2 separate regions of the Mus musculus genome follow, and region 1 is linked to region 2. Evidence: chromatin contacts called from public HiChIP or PLAC-seq data. All regions are on one chromosome and are shown on one strand. Each heading gives the region's core, a stretch centred on a gene start, on an enhancer-like site or on the middle of the called end of the contact. The rest is flanking DNA. Distances are from core to core; before and after follow the strand shown. Region 1 has its middle 14 kb from the start of Gm40426. Region 2 holds the start of Foxa1 (forkhead box A1).

The links. HiChIP or PLAC-seq counts read pairs in DNA pulled down with a chosen protein or histone mark.
Region 1: a contact with region 2 is called in an H3K4me3 HiChIP or PLAC-seq map of craniofacial prominence, with 3 times the contacts expected there. The contact joins the enhancer-like site here to the promoter of Foxa1 in region 2. A contact is called at or near these places in 6 of 39 promoter capture datasets (the HPC-7 cell line, cranial neural crest, embryonic stem cells and 3 more), 2 of 484 Hi-C or Micro-C datasets (embryonic stem cells and liver), 7 of 115 datasets of contacts at active chromatin or transcription factors (craniofacial prominence, embryonic stem cells, neural tube and 2 more) and 1 of 9 other capture datasets (pancreatic islet).

Annotation. Positions count from the first base shown.
Region 1 is chr12:57,208,954-57,215,719 of GRCm38.p6, reverse strand. No RefSeq gene overlaps it. Among named protein-coding and RNA genes, the nearest start is that of Gm40426, 14 kb to the left of the region's middle. Within about 2 kb of position 3,994, at least 172 of the 459 cell types and tissues checked have an H3K27ac peak or open chromatin away from gene starts, as enhancers often do. A contact at or near this core is called in craniofacial prominence, embryonic stem cells, liver and 2 more, where this site is marked.
Region 2 is chr12:57,544,103-57,551,295 of GRCm38.p6, reverse strand. It overlaps Foxa1 (forkhead box A1), which reads left to right and starts at 5,185. Exons shown (of 2, transcript NM_008259.4): 1 at 5,185-5,632. The coding sequence starts at 5,561. It also overlaps a transcript of Ttc6 not described here.

The sequences.
Region 1 (6,766 bases), core at 2,745-5,244, 330 kb after region 2:
TTATTGAGTGTTTGGCATTAAGTGGGATACCGATATCACCCCCTTTAAGGCTCAGAGAATATCAGAGAAGAGGAAGTGGGAAGGATGTTGAATGAAGAGAGTTGAATGATAGAGAAGAGGACATAAAATACTGCTGCAGTGGTTTGAATAAAAGCTGTCCCATATGTCCACAGGGAGTGGCACTATAAGGAGGTGTGGCCTTGTTGAAGGGAGTGTTATCACTGGGGCAGGCTTTAAGATCTCACATGCTCAGATTACACCTTGTGCAGGGCATGGTGGTGCACGCCTTTAATCCCAGCACTCGGGAGGCAGAGGCAGGCAGATTTCTGAGTTCGAGGCCAGCCTGGTTTACAAAGTGAGTTCCAGGACAGCCAGGGCTACACAGAGAAACCTTGTCTCGAAAAACCAAAAAACCAAAAAACCAAATTACACCTTGTACTGGCTGGTTTTGTGTGTCAACTTGACACAGGCTGGAGTTATCACAGAGAAAGGAGCTTCAGTTGAGGAAATGCCTCCATGAGATCCATCTGTGGGGCATTTTCTCAATTAGTGATCAAGGGGGAAAGGCCCCTTGTGGGTGGGACCATCTCTGGGATGATAGGCTTGGGTTCTATAAGAGAGCAGGCTGAGCAAGCCAGGGGAAGCCAGCCAGTAAAGAACATCCCTCCATGGCCTCTGCATCAGCTCCAGCTTCCTGACCTGCTTGACTTCCTTGGTGATGAACAGCAGTATAGAAGTGTAAGCAGAATAAACCCTTTCCTCTCCAACTGCTTCTTGGTCATGATGTTTATGCAGGAATAGAAACCATGATTAAGACACACCTATTGTGGTCTTCTCTTTCTGCTACCTACAGGTCAAGAGGTAGAACTCTCAGCACCTTCTCCAGCACCATGTCTGGCCCTATGTCCCATGTTTTCCTGCCATGACAATAATGAACTAACCCTTTGGACTATCTAAGCTGGCCCCATTTAACTGTTTTCCCTTATAAGAGTTGCTGTGGCAATAAAACCCTAACTGAGACAACTGTCTAATGCACATTACCTGGTCATGGCGCTCACTAGTTCTTGATTACTGGGGTTGCCCGCATAGGACACTAGAATGAGCCAGTAAACATTCAGTCATAGATGGGGAAAGGGCTCATGGGTCACACCCAGTGACATAACCGCTGGTTAGTTACTCAAGTTCTAGTGAACAGCTTCACGCCTGTCCCCACCCAAGTGGCCCTGGTTAAAGCCATTGAGTCACAAGGCAAAAACAAAACACAGAAAGACACAAAAGTGATAGGGAGGAAGAGTGTGACTGGTGGTGGTAGAAGAAGAAAGAGAGGCCAAGGGACATATGGGGCCAGAATGTGACATGTAATAGTTCATATATATATATATATATATATATATATATATATATATATAGTATATATATATATGTGTGTGTGTGTGTGTGTGTGTGTGTGTGTGTGTGTGTGTGTATGTCTGCCTACCTTCCTACCTACCTGTCTACCTAGTGCATCCTGCCTCCAGCTTGTGACTCACTTAGTCTAGATAGAGTGGGGAGTGGAAGTCACTATCTAAAACAAGTTATCCAGAAAAGCTTATATATCATATAGAAGGGAGTGGGGAGGTTTTTTGTTTTATCGATAGTATCATTTGAGGCTCTAAAATGGGCTGGTGTGTTGATGGGGGAGGGTGGTCATCTAAGAAAAAATAAGAAACCAATGATATGAGGTTTGGTATAACAAGAGACAGCCATTTCCTTCCTTCCTTCCTTCCTTCCTTCCTTCCTTCCTTCCTTCCTTCCTTCCTTCCTTTCTTCTTTCTTTCTTTCTTTTTTTTCTTTCTTTTTTTCTTTTTTTTCTTTCTTTTTTTCTTTTCTTTCTTTCTTTCTTTCTTTCTTTCTTTCTTTCTTTCTTTCTTTCTTTCTTTTTTTTGTGTTTTGTTTTGTTTTCGAGAGACAGGGTTTTTCTGTGTAGCCCTGTCTGTCCTGGAACTCACTTTGTAGACCAGGCTGGCTTCAAACTCAGAAATCTACCTGCCTCTGCCTCCCAAGTGCTGGGATTAAAGGCGTGTGCCACCACCACCTGGCTGAGACAGCCATTTTAAAGTGAACAGTCATTGCCACTTAGCACATTCACAGTGTTGTGGAGCCACCATCTTTATCTAGCTTCCAAGTATTTCCTCCAACCCTCTGCAGGTTCTCAGAATCAAATGAGTCACTTGTTTCAAACCATAATCAAACAGCAAATTAAATCATTAGTTGGAAATGAGGGACCCCATGTACACATACCTAAGATAAAAATTGTTACAGAAATTCCCTGAAGTGTTCTTTTATTTATAAGCTTGTAACAACATTTCCAGAACACTTTCCATTCTGAAGTTTCCCACAGGAGTCAAGGACAGCTGGCCTAATGCACACAATAGCTTGCAGAGTAAGCTGTCTCTGTAGCGGAACTGTTTCAGAACAAATACTATGAACTTCTCTCTTTTGCCTCTACAGATTTCTTCTTACCTCAGACTCGCTGGACTGACTCTTAGACCCCTGTGGTCTGTGTGTTCTGTATTATAATTCTCTCGTTTAATCCCAAATAATTTCATTGCCTTTAGAAATGCTCTGCTATCATTCAGGCAGGTAGACCAAAAAAGAAATAAGGTACCCATTAAGTGGTCATCTTTTTCTTCTCTTTGTTAGCATTTTGTCTAAGCGCTGCCTGACTCACTATAAAAGGGACTGCTTGCCCCCTCCTCTCTGTCTCTCTTGCTCTTGCCTTCTTGCTCCCTCCCCCTCCCCTCCCATTAACCTCCCCCCCCTCTCCACGTGCTCATGGTCAGCCTCTTCTTTCTCTTCTCTTCTCTTCTCTTCTCTTCTCTTCTCTTCTCTTCTCTTCTCTTCTCTTCTCCTTCTCCTTCTCCTTCTCCTTTCCCCCACCCCTGCCTCTACTACCCTCTTGACTCCCCCCTCCCCCCATGCCCTGAATAAACTCTATTCTACACTATACTGTTGTGTGTGTGGTCCCTCAGGGAGAAGGATGCCTCAGCATGGGCCTACCGAGGGACCCCCTTCCCCTACACCTGACTACACCTCCATAGAACATATCCCCCCCAGCCAGGCGGTGGAGGGGCACGCCTTTAATCCCAGCACTTGGGAGGCAGAGGCAGGCGGATTTCTGAGTTTGAGGCCAGCCTGGTCTACAGAGTGAGTTCCAGGACAGCCAGGGCTATACAGAGAAATCCTGTCTCGAAAATCAAAAAAACAAACAACAAAACAAAACAAAACAAAACAAAACAAAACAAAACAAAAGAACATACCCCCCCCCGCTTTAATCTTTTTATTTTATTTTATTTTATTTTATTTTATTTTATTTTATTTTATTATGAACACATCATATGATGCGAATCTCTGCAGGTTTGCATCCCTCCTGCTATCACAGGACCCTGCCCCTTGCGTTCTGCCACGTTGCTTTCCCATGCTGACCATCTGGTGCCCCTATACTTGAACTCTCTCTTGAGTGGGACTCCTGCGCTCTGCCCGCCAAGGCTGGCACCACCCCTGCCTGGCTGCTTGGCTCGCAGCCGCGGGAAAAACAGTTTTGGCCCTGCCTGCCCTATTTGCCCCTGTTGCTGTCGCCACTGCCTTCTTTGACCACTATTGTAGCTGCTTTTGGATGTCTTTGTTGCCTGGCTGCCTGCCTCAGCTGCGAGAAAAACGGTTTTCGCCCTGTCCAAGAAGCCACACGCCTGTACTTGTTCACACTCGCCCACAAGGGCGTGTGAGTTCTCTCTCTCTCTCCTCTCTCTCCGTCTCTCTTCTCTCCTCTCTCTTGGGAAGTGAGCGGCTAGTCCTGCCATTGGCCACAAGAATACCCTGGCCACAAGAATAGTGCACAAGTTACTAGGATATGGGATGCTACTTCAGGCGCTCCCCGCTCCCCGACCCCAAGCACTGGGTCGCTGCTTCCTGCCTTTGGAGGAAGTCCCACCCTGCTCGGTCTAAGTAAACACACTGCACAACTGCCCGCTGCTGCTGTCAACACCGCTGTCTCGAAATGAAGGCAGAGACAGCCAGTCTCTCTTGAATGCCATCTGACCTATTTTGCCTCCTAGCGATCTGTGCTTTTCAGACTGTGCAGGTGTCCCATGCCACCAGCCAGCCAGGGTATTCGAGCCTGGTGCCTCAACAGCACATACTCGCGCACCTGTCTCCACGGTCCAGCCTGCTCTCTTTACAATCCAGTTCATCAAGGATACATGCCTGTGCCCGCAGCCTCTTCTCACAGCCTGCCCACTGACTTTGTGTCACAGGCCTGGACCCACTGGGACAAGCTCACTTTCTGTCACCATGATCTTATGCCACTGCTGTCAGCTCTCTGGTCCACACCAACTCTAAGTCAAGTGTTTCTCTACTACTACAAAGCCAAATATTTCTCTGCTAATGCAAAATGTGTTTTTCTTTACTTACACCACATGTCAAAGTTACTTAAGATTTTCGTTCCTATCCTGTCTTGATAAATAATGATTTTTGCTACTGCCATTAAATTATGGTGTGCTCTATTCAGATATGACCAATTGATATAGCTCTCAATCTTGTCAGAAGTCTGCTAATTATTAATATACTTAAGTTTATGACAGACAGAATCTCCCAAGACCTAACAACTTACCCCCAAGGTCTCAGAGGATATGGACACAACTACAAGAGGCTGCCTGGGTTGTGGTATGATAACCAATCAGAAACACAGTGGACAAAACTGGATACCCTGAGTCAAATGACATATATGGTCTAAATCAAGGTAAGCCATTTCTCACACTTGTCCATTCCACGGGAAAAAGAAAAAAGCCCTCCATCTTCTGGGCTTGAAAGCCAGACTGACTACGCCCACATTGCCATCGAGACCATAGAGACCATAGAGACCATAGGGAACTGTTAGGACTATAGGTACACTCTGCCACTTTTTAAATAATATATGACTGCTAGATTATAACTTATTCTTCCTCAGATTTATGACTCCATTGACAGCTAAGGTAACTGTAGCTGGACAGATAGAAAACAGACCTAACTCTTCACCTAAACTCAGTTTCTAGGGACTAGTTCAGCTGTAAGCTTTCACAGATGTAATCTGTTATTTCTTACACAAACTCAGTTTCCATCAACTAAATGCTTCATATTTCCTATTTTTTGCTATGTCACTGTCCTAACATTATTCGAGTTCTTATAAATTTGCCTAACTCTAACAAAACATTCCACTATATGATCCAACGATATAATCACAAATTCTTTTTCTTTCTGTTCCACAAAAGGCTCATCTTAAAGAATGTGCATGTTGGGGCTGGTGAGATGGCTTAGTGGTTAAGAGCGCTCTTCCGAAGGTCCCCAGTTCAAATCCCAGCAACCACATGGTGGCTCACAACCATCCCTAACGAAATCTGATGCCCTCTTCTGGAGTGTCTGAGGACAGCTACAGTGTACTTACATATAATAAATAAAATAAATCTAAAAAAAAAAGAATGTGCATGTTATTCAGTCATGTTGTTATCTCTTTTATAAACTTATAAGCTACAGGAAACCCACTCAGACCTACCTCTCATGGACCAAATAGACTCCATCCAGATAAGTATATCTGCTAATCAATAGCCTACAGTTCCCTTACTACCTATTTCAGAGGATGGGACTCCTCTGGGTTTCAAATGTACATCTAAGAAAAAAATTCTTCCTCCTAAATGCACTTAGTCTTATTCTCTACCTATGATATATGTATGTGCGTATCAGCATCTTGTGAAGTCCAGCACTTACTACATCAAAGACAGCTCCAGAGAAGTGACCTACAGATGCTCCAACCTTCCCTCACAGACATAGATGCTTCTAGTGGACTTCTTCCTTCTGATCTATCCACAGACGGTTCCATAGACCCTGGGCAGTAAAGGAAACAGCCAACTCTTCTAAGGCTGGACCAACATCCCCATACCCATTTCCTTAGGTTTCCTGGAGACATGTCACCCCAAAGCCAGCAGGAATTAGTTGAAGATTACAACAACCCTAGTCCTGCTCCACCATCACTTCCTCCTATTTTTTTCCTTTTTAATTAAACCAAAATGGGGGACTGTTAGCATTTTGTTTAAGCTCTGCCCCACAGTTACCAGGCAACAGCTGGGTGTGTCTGACTCATTATTAAAGGGGCTGCTTGTTCCCTCCTCTCTTTCTTTTTTTTGTTTTTTGTTTTTTTTTTTTTGTTTTTGTTTTTGTTTTTGTTTTTTTTGAGACAGGGTTTCTCTGTATAGCTCTGGCTGTCCTGGAACTCACTTTGTAGAGCAGGCTGGCCTCGAACTCAGAAATCCGCCTGCCTCTGCCTCCTGAGTGCTGGGATTAAAGGCGTGCATCACCACGTCCGGTGCCCCTCCTCTCTTTCTTGCTTTCTCTTGTTCTTCCCTTCTTGCTTCCACTTCTCTCCCCATTCTCCTCCCCTCTCTCTTTCCACGTGCTCGCACCTCTCTCTCTCTCTCTCTCCCCCCCCCTCTCTCTCTCTCCCTCTCTCTCTCTCTCTCTCTCTCTCTCTCTGTGTGTGTGTGTGTGTGTGTGTGTGTGTGTGTGACTTCTCTCTTGACTCCCCTCCCCATGCCCTGAATAAACTCTATTCTATACTATACTATTGTGTGGCTGGTCCCTCGGGGGAAAGGATGCCTCAGCATCCCTTCCCCCTTTCTATGTCTTTTTCTAAACACATCACTCTTCACTCCCACATCCCTGTAACCACCAAGCTGATTTCTGACTGATGCATTTAACT
Region 2 (7,193 bases), core at 3,936-6,435:
TTGATTGTTTCGAAATCATCAGTTATATAGAACTATGTAAATGTGAGGATAATCACATTTGAATAAGCCAAGCTAAACCACCTAAGGATGTGGGAACGCTGCTGCTGGGTGTGTAGAAAGTGCGGCACTCCTGTGGATTGGAGGGGGTGGGTGGCTTTAGGAAGCTAAAGATTTGGCTACTTTCTGCCCTTAGGGAAGGATTACATTTAAGCTGCAACCCTGGAAGCAAAAGGTGAAATTCGTTGACTTTTCGGAGACCTCAGCTTCCGTGGCTGGTTCCCCTTAGCGTGGACTGGACTGTTGTCCTGTGAAGGATGAAGTCCGGACCACACACTAGGGCAGCAGTTGGAAAACGCCAGGGATCTCAAAGCCCTGTGGTACACAGTCTGTGGTACACAGTAGGATATCTGCCACCCTGGCCCTTTATTTTCCAGCTCTTTATGTGAAACGATCATTTTCCATCTTCCTTCAGAACCCTCTTGTGTTTTAATTAGAGGAAACAGTAAGTAAGGCCAGTGAGCCCGACCTATCCCCGCCCTTGAGGGGCTAGTTTAGGAAATAGGGACCGGCTGAGCAAATCTTCCAACTAGCTCAGCCGATGGAAGCAGTAGCTAACTTTCAGGACAAGCGTCTCAAGAGGACCACGGGGATCCAGATGCGGCCTGGGGTCGGGAGGTGCCGGAGAGGAACAGTGAGCGCTCCTGCAGGGATGCAAGTAATTTTTCTCTAGGGAAGATGGGAGACTTAACTTTTCCTTCCAAGGCTGTGGATTGCCCAGAGGCAAGTAGTTCTTCCCAACATTTCTCATTTGAATACATGAAAATGTGAGTTGATCTTGGCAAGGTGAAGCTCTCTCGCGGCCAGACTGACGGTTTTGTCGCCCGCGGGGCGAGGCCAGGTGGGGAGCAGCTCCGGCTTAGACATCCGGCTGCGGACGGACAAGCCTGGATCACGGACTCCCCCGGACTTTCTGAAACCTGGCGACAGCTCAAGGAGCGAGAGAACGACAAACTCAATGCCTGTTTTTGTTCGTTTTAAACAAAATAACCGAAAGCCCTAAATGCGAATATGTGTAGCGCAAAGGCACACCTGAACAGGTGTGCGGGCTCAGAACAGTAGATGATTTGGCCTATCAGGTGGCCCCAGGGCTCTCACCTACTGGAGACTGGACTTCTTGCAGGCCGTGAACTGATTCCTTCACGAAGATTTAATGGCAGAAGAAAGAGTAAAAGGATCGTGTGAAGATGGGAAAAGAAGGAGCAGCGAAAGAGCAGGAACCCGAATGCTTGCCCTGAATTGATATCAGTCTTGTTTGGGTAGTAGTGGCACTCGCTGGTTAGGGCCGCCGGGCCAGGGGTAACCAGAGCTGGCTTCACCCTGGGAAGGCACCCAAGCTACCTCCCCAGCCTTGCCCACCTCGAACCCTCAGGGCGCCGCACAGCAAGTGCAAGGGGACGCTTCCAGTGCAGGTCTCTGGGTGCAGCCTTCAGCGGGTCTGAGTCTGAATTGGCTTTGAACCCAGTTAACTTAGTTGCTTTGAGTCTAATCCCCCCCCCCCCGCAGGAGGAGGATTTAAGCTTCTTATCTGGTGAGAGGGTGGGGCCCAGGGGAGGAACTCCGACCACCCAGCACCGAGCATGCCTGGGGCCACAGCGGCCTTGACCTGGCCACAACCCTGGGGAGATGGGAGGTAGAGTCAGCGAGGAAAGGGGGCACACTAGGGAGATCCAGGGAGGGAGCGCTCTAGAGACTCCAGCGGGTACTACGGGGGCCGGGCAGGGGTGGTCCAGGCTCGAAGCCCTACGCCCTGTCTTAGTTCAGCAACACAGCGAAGGTCACTAGCATCACAAGAGGCACCAGCTGGTCTCAGGATCCTATGGGGATTTTTTTTGTCCTCCTTTCATGCCACATCCCTTGCGTCCTTCTGTCCCGTGATAACCTGCGGGATTCCCAGGTCACTCTGGGAAGGGTAGGCTAAGGCAGAAGAGTCAGTCAAGGGACCTTGTGCTACTGGTGGGGCATTGAGCAGATAGCTTTGAAGGCCATAGCTGGATCAGCTTCCAGGCATGACAGAGCTGCTTCCTCTGTTGAAACCGACTGGCATACCAGAGCAGACCGCCTTCCCGACTGCCCTTGGCTTCCTGGATATACTTTAGCCTTTAGGCTACCTGGGGCGACCTAGGCTATGGCCGACAATCCTGATCCTGGGCAAGTTCGGTATGGGCATCACAGAAGAGACCACGTGGCGTGGTTCCCTTCTCTTGCGTTCTCTCAGTCCACCACCACCCCCCGCCGCCGCCCCCAAGTTGAAGGCAGGTATAATTGCCCTGTCTTCTATGTCATAGGGGCCTACTGGTGGAAAGATGTTAGATACAACAAGGTTTAGGATGCTTGGACTCCTTATCTGGGTACCAACTAAGCAGAAAGTGAAGGCAACAGCCCTTCGCTTCCCCTCCCTCCCGCCGCCACGCGGGTTGGGGGGAGGTGCGGTTGCCAAGTCGAAGACTTAGAAGGAAATGACCCCACTGTTTCACTTTTTAATCTGGGGGAACCTGGTCTCTTGGTGCACTAAACAACTTCACCAACAGAATTTGTTAGGTGTCCACAAAGGCCTTCACTAAATGCAAAGAAGTAACTGAAGTACTGCTTTTCCTACTTCGTGGCTTCAGTCCACTCTGAGTCAAAGCCCCTGCTGCCTGGCACCTTCCCCGGTTCAATCCAGTCTAGCCCGCCGGCATTGCGGGAACGTACGTGCAGGAGGCGCTGTGTTGTTGCCACAAACCCAAGAACACCCGGATCAAGGCTTTAAAGGGAGCAGAGTCCATTCTGTAACACCACTCTCGGATTTTGACGATGCTTTTGAGAAACTTCAATGTGGTCTCACGCTATGAATGGCCCCCTTCGCCTTTTAAGTAGACTTGAAAGGGGGGCAAAGTAGATTTGGAAACCGGGCTGAAAGGACGTGTGATATTTTAATTAACTCCTTCCACATGACAGGGCCCCCCAAAAGTCATCAACTTGTTATACACTATATATATATATATATTGCTAAGTTGTTACTACCCACAGGAACCGTCCAAGTCATGCTAGCTGCTGCTGTAGAAAAGCCAAGAGGACATCAGACAATCAACCATGCAGGAACAAGGAAGCTTCTCGGCCCTGCTGGAAGTCCCCAGGACCAGACTGAGGAAGCCACGCATCCCCGCGTTTTACAAATGAAACGGAGATCCTGCTGTCGGTGGGAACTTTGCAAAAAGAATTAGTTTCTGACATATATCCACAGGTACATTTACACAGCCGATGGGAGTGACTTCTAGTCACAGGGGCAAATTGCAGTTGGGGAGAGTTGTCTGCTCTGTTGTGTTCCAGGCGGATTTAATTTCACTCTCATTCCTTTGCTTATAATGTGATGTCTACACACACACACACACACACACACACACACACACACACACACACACACACTTTTTGTTCAAAAAGGAATTGTAATCCAATGCTTTTATCTTTTTTTTTATTTCCTTAACTACACATCTTCACCTTCTCTGCTCTCCTACTGATCTAAGAGATTTATTTGGTTCAAGGATTTAACCTGATTCTCTTGCCAGATTTCAGGGAAGAAAGATTTAAAAGAACAAAGCACGGAGTGTGTGTGTGTTGGGGGGGGGGTAATCTATTTGGAAGACAAGTGAAAACACATTCCTTCACATGAGATTAATTACCTTAAAAAAAAAGCTTTGCAAACCAAGAATATTTTAGTCTCTTGGTGACTTTAAAGTTAACTTGATTGTTTCTAATGGAAATCTAGTATACCTACAGACTGGAGCAACACACAGGAAGGGCCGCACAGTCACACTTACTTCGAAATGCACGAGGTAGTATACATTTTCACGAACACTTGCAGTCAATGGGGGGGGGGGTAAGCACCTTCTCCAAACCTATCACACACTCTGTCTAGCCTAATCTCTTTGGTTAGTCTCTTTCCGCTGGATACGAGGGCAAGCCACTAACTATGAAGAACTGGAAGAAAGCGAGAGACTTTGAGTGGGGGAGAATTTTCCCCATCTACCCAGGACCTTTTGAGAGTCTGATAGCCTAGCCCTGCTCTTCCAGCTCAGAGACGACCAGGCACCTCTGTGGGCTGACTCCAGCTTCAGGCTGGCACCTCATTTAGCGTGGCAGATGCGTTCCAGCACCCAGGCCCATACACTCCCAGTTTATGCCGGTGTTTAGGAAGATGTCCCCTCCCCCTGACCTTTCTCTATCAGAAACCAGACGGTCGCCTCTAGCTTGGTCCCAGAGGCTGTAGAAGGGGGGGAGGAGGAGGAGGAGGAGCCCGGCAGAGAGGCAGGCTTGACTAGGATCCGCCTGCCTTATCACACAAACATCTGCGCGCAGTTTCTTCCTCTTTCTGATCGCTGCAGTTGACAAGGGGAGTGGAGTGGACTGAGGCGGAAAAAAAAAGTTATGTCATAAAAATATAAAACGGTGCTGTGACTCACCTGCTCTTAGCCGCAGGTACGAGTTTCGTGGCAGCGCCTCCGTTCTGCTCGCCAGGAGCCCAGGTCGGCCTAACGTCACTTTGCTCGGCTGACTCAGATGACTGGGTTTCTAGTGACGAGGCAAAAGTGGGGCTTTTCCCCTCTCCAAGCCCCGAAGGCCGGGAAGTAGGGGTAGTCTTCCAGGGTTGAACTTTGGGTCAAGAATCAGGATGAGGGGAGCAAAGGAGCCAAGTGGACCAAGAGCGGAGTCGTAGTAAGGTCCAGGGGGTGGTGAGCACCTCTAGGAGGGAACTCGGGGTCATTCAGCGAGCACGATCCTTGCGCTGTAGCTCTGATGCCACCACCCAGGTCCTTCTCCCGCAGCACAGCTCTTTGGGTCCAGAGCCCTGGCCTGTCCTCCAAGGCACCGCCTATTTTTCCTTTTCTTCTTTTTTTTCCTTTTCTTTTCTTTCTCTTTTTTTCCTTTTCCAAAGGGGGTCACACACACACCCGCCCTATTTTCCTCTTTCCCTAGCCGCGAGGCTTAAACCAATTATACTGCTTTGTAAACAAAGTGAGGGCCAGGTTTGGGGGAGGGGATGGCGGGAGGGGCGCGGGGGGCGCGCGGCGCTGGCGCGGCGGGGCGGGAGGCGCGGCGGCTGGACTGGCGGGCGGCCGCCTCACAGGTGCACCTCGGGCTTTGTAGGTGCGAGCGTCTTTGTGCGGCGGACAAATGGGGAGAGGACGAGGAGGTGGGCACTCCGGCGACGTAAGATCCACATCAGCTCAACTGCACTCGCTTCGCACAGGCCGCCCGCTCACTTCCCGCGGAGGCGCTGCCGGGCGCCGCGCTCCGCGGCCGCCTCCTGTCCCCGGCGCTGCCCCCTCCCGCCGCGCCGCGCCGCCGCCGCCGCGCACGCCGCGCCCCGCAGCGCCGGGCTTCCTCCTCGCCCGGGTGGCGCTGGGCCCTCGAGCGCTCCGGTGACCGCAGCGGCTCCGCGCCCCTCCCCCGCCCCGAGCAGCGCACCCGCCCGTCGCTCCGCACAGGGTTGGATGGTTGTGTCGGCCGGGCTGGCTCCAGGATGTTAGGGACTGTGAAGATGGAAGGGCATGAGAGCAACGACTGGAACAGCTACTACGCGGACACGCAGGAGGTGAGAGGCGGGGAGGCGGTGGGGCGTCCCCAGAGTCGGTGTCCGGGGAGACTCAGGCGAGGTGGGCTCCTGCCCGGACTGGGGCGGGCGGGGTGGGGGCGGCTCGCCCGAGGCGCGGCTTCCAGTGTGGCCCCCACCCGACCTCTCGATCAGCCCGCTGCCCGCTGGGTCCTGGCGCTTGCAACCAGCGGAGAGTTTTGGGAAACTCTGGGCTTTGAAAACACGGGCTCCGGAAGGGAAGCACTTGTCTTTGCCCGCTAGAGAGCCGGGGCTGGAGCCCAGCCCCGGGAGCCGCGGGCGGGCAGGCGGGCTCTGGCTTGAGTAAAGAATAACTGAGAGAGTCGGTGCTCGCTTACCGGGAGGCCTCTCGGTCACACCATGTAATTAGCCGACGTCTTTGGATAAAAATGATCTGTTGCAGAAGTTGGAGTTTTTCGTAAAGAATGATTTCTAAATTTTATAAAACTTAATTCTTCAAAAGCCATTTGTAGAAAAGTGTCTATTCGTTCGTCTCTAGGACCGCTGGGTGGCGCTAGTGCGAACAGAATCTTTTTCCAGAACTCGGGGCCAAGAACCTGTTTCTCTTCATTGTCCCCTTGGTGGCATGTTCACTGGGTTTATTTTACATTGTGCACAAAAGCATTGCGAGGAGAATCAGGTACAGGCAGGGCCACTACCTATTGAAAGTATTTTCTAGAAACAGCTGCCGATTACCTTCAAAAGTGTAATTACCGTTATCGAAAGCGCTTACCGAGAAAGCCTCGTGCGATCTTGGAGAGAGGACTAGAAATAAATCCCAAAGTACTTTAAGATCTGTACAGAAAAGTACAGAGTCCGAAAAGACCTTCGCGGCGATTTATTTATTCGTTTCTGTGTTTCTTTGGGAACCATCTCTTTTTTGAGTCTTCTTTTTGAAATCTATTCATCTCTTATAGTTTCACATGGAGTTACATTTGCTGATGAACATAAATTTAAGGACGTCAATATTTTCTGTTAGATTACCAAATAAGCAGTTATACGTCAGGACTCTTGTTTTTTAGCCACCTAGTTATTATCTCGACTGCTACGGATGGAGATTTCGCTTACCGATAACTTTTAGTAGGCGCTCAGACCACTTTCAGGAGTTTAATTTTGATGCAATCACCTCGGCCCACCAGAGAAGACCCCCATAGAAAGAGCTTTCTTACATCTCAAAGCTGAGAATTAGGAAGCAGAATAGCATTAAGAGAAAGCAAGTAGAGTTTCACTTGGGAATTTTAAGTTGGTCCGAACTATAGCTCTAAAGCCTAGGCTTTGGTGTGAGCAGCAGCAACTATCGGTTACAGGGTGTGTGTGTGTGTGTGTGTGTGTGTGTGTGTGTGTGTGTGTGTGTGTGTGTGAATTGTGTTACCAAAGTTTTCAATTGCCAGAGGACTACAAACAGGTAACAGAATTAACGCGAGGTTTTGTATAGCGTGAAGAGCTATACATGCAAAGTCACGCTAAAGTTAATTGTATGCACCGCGTTGTTCTGGTGTGCAGCTTTTTTTTTTTTTTCATTTTATTTTTTTTCCCAGAACTT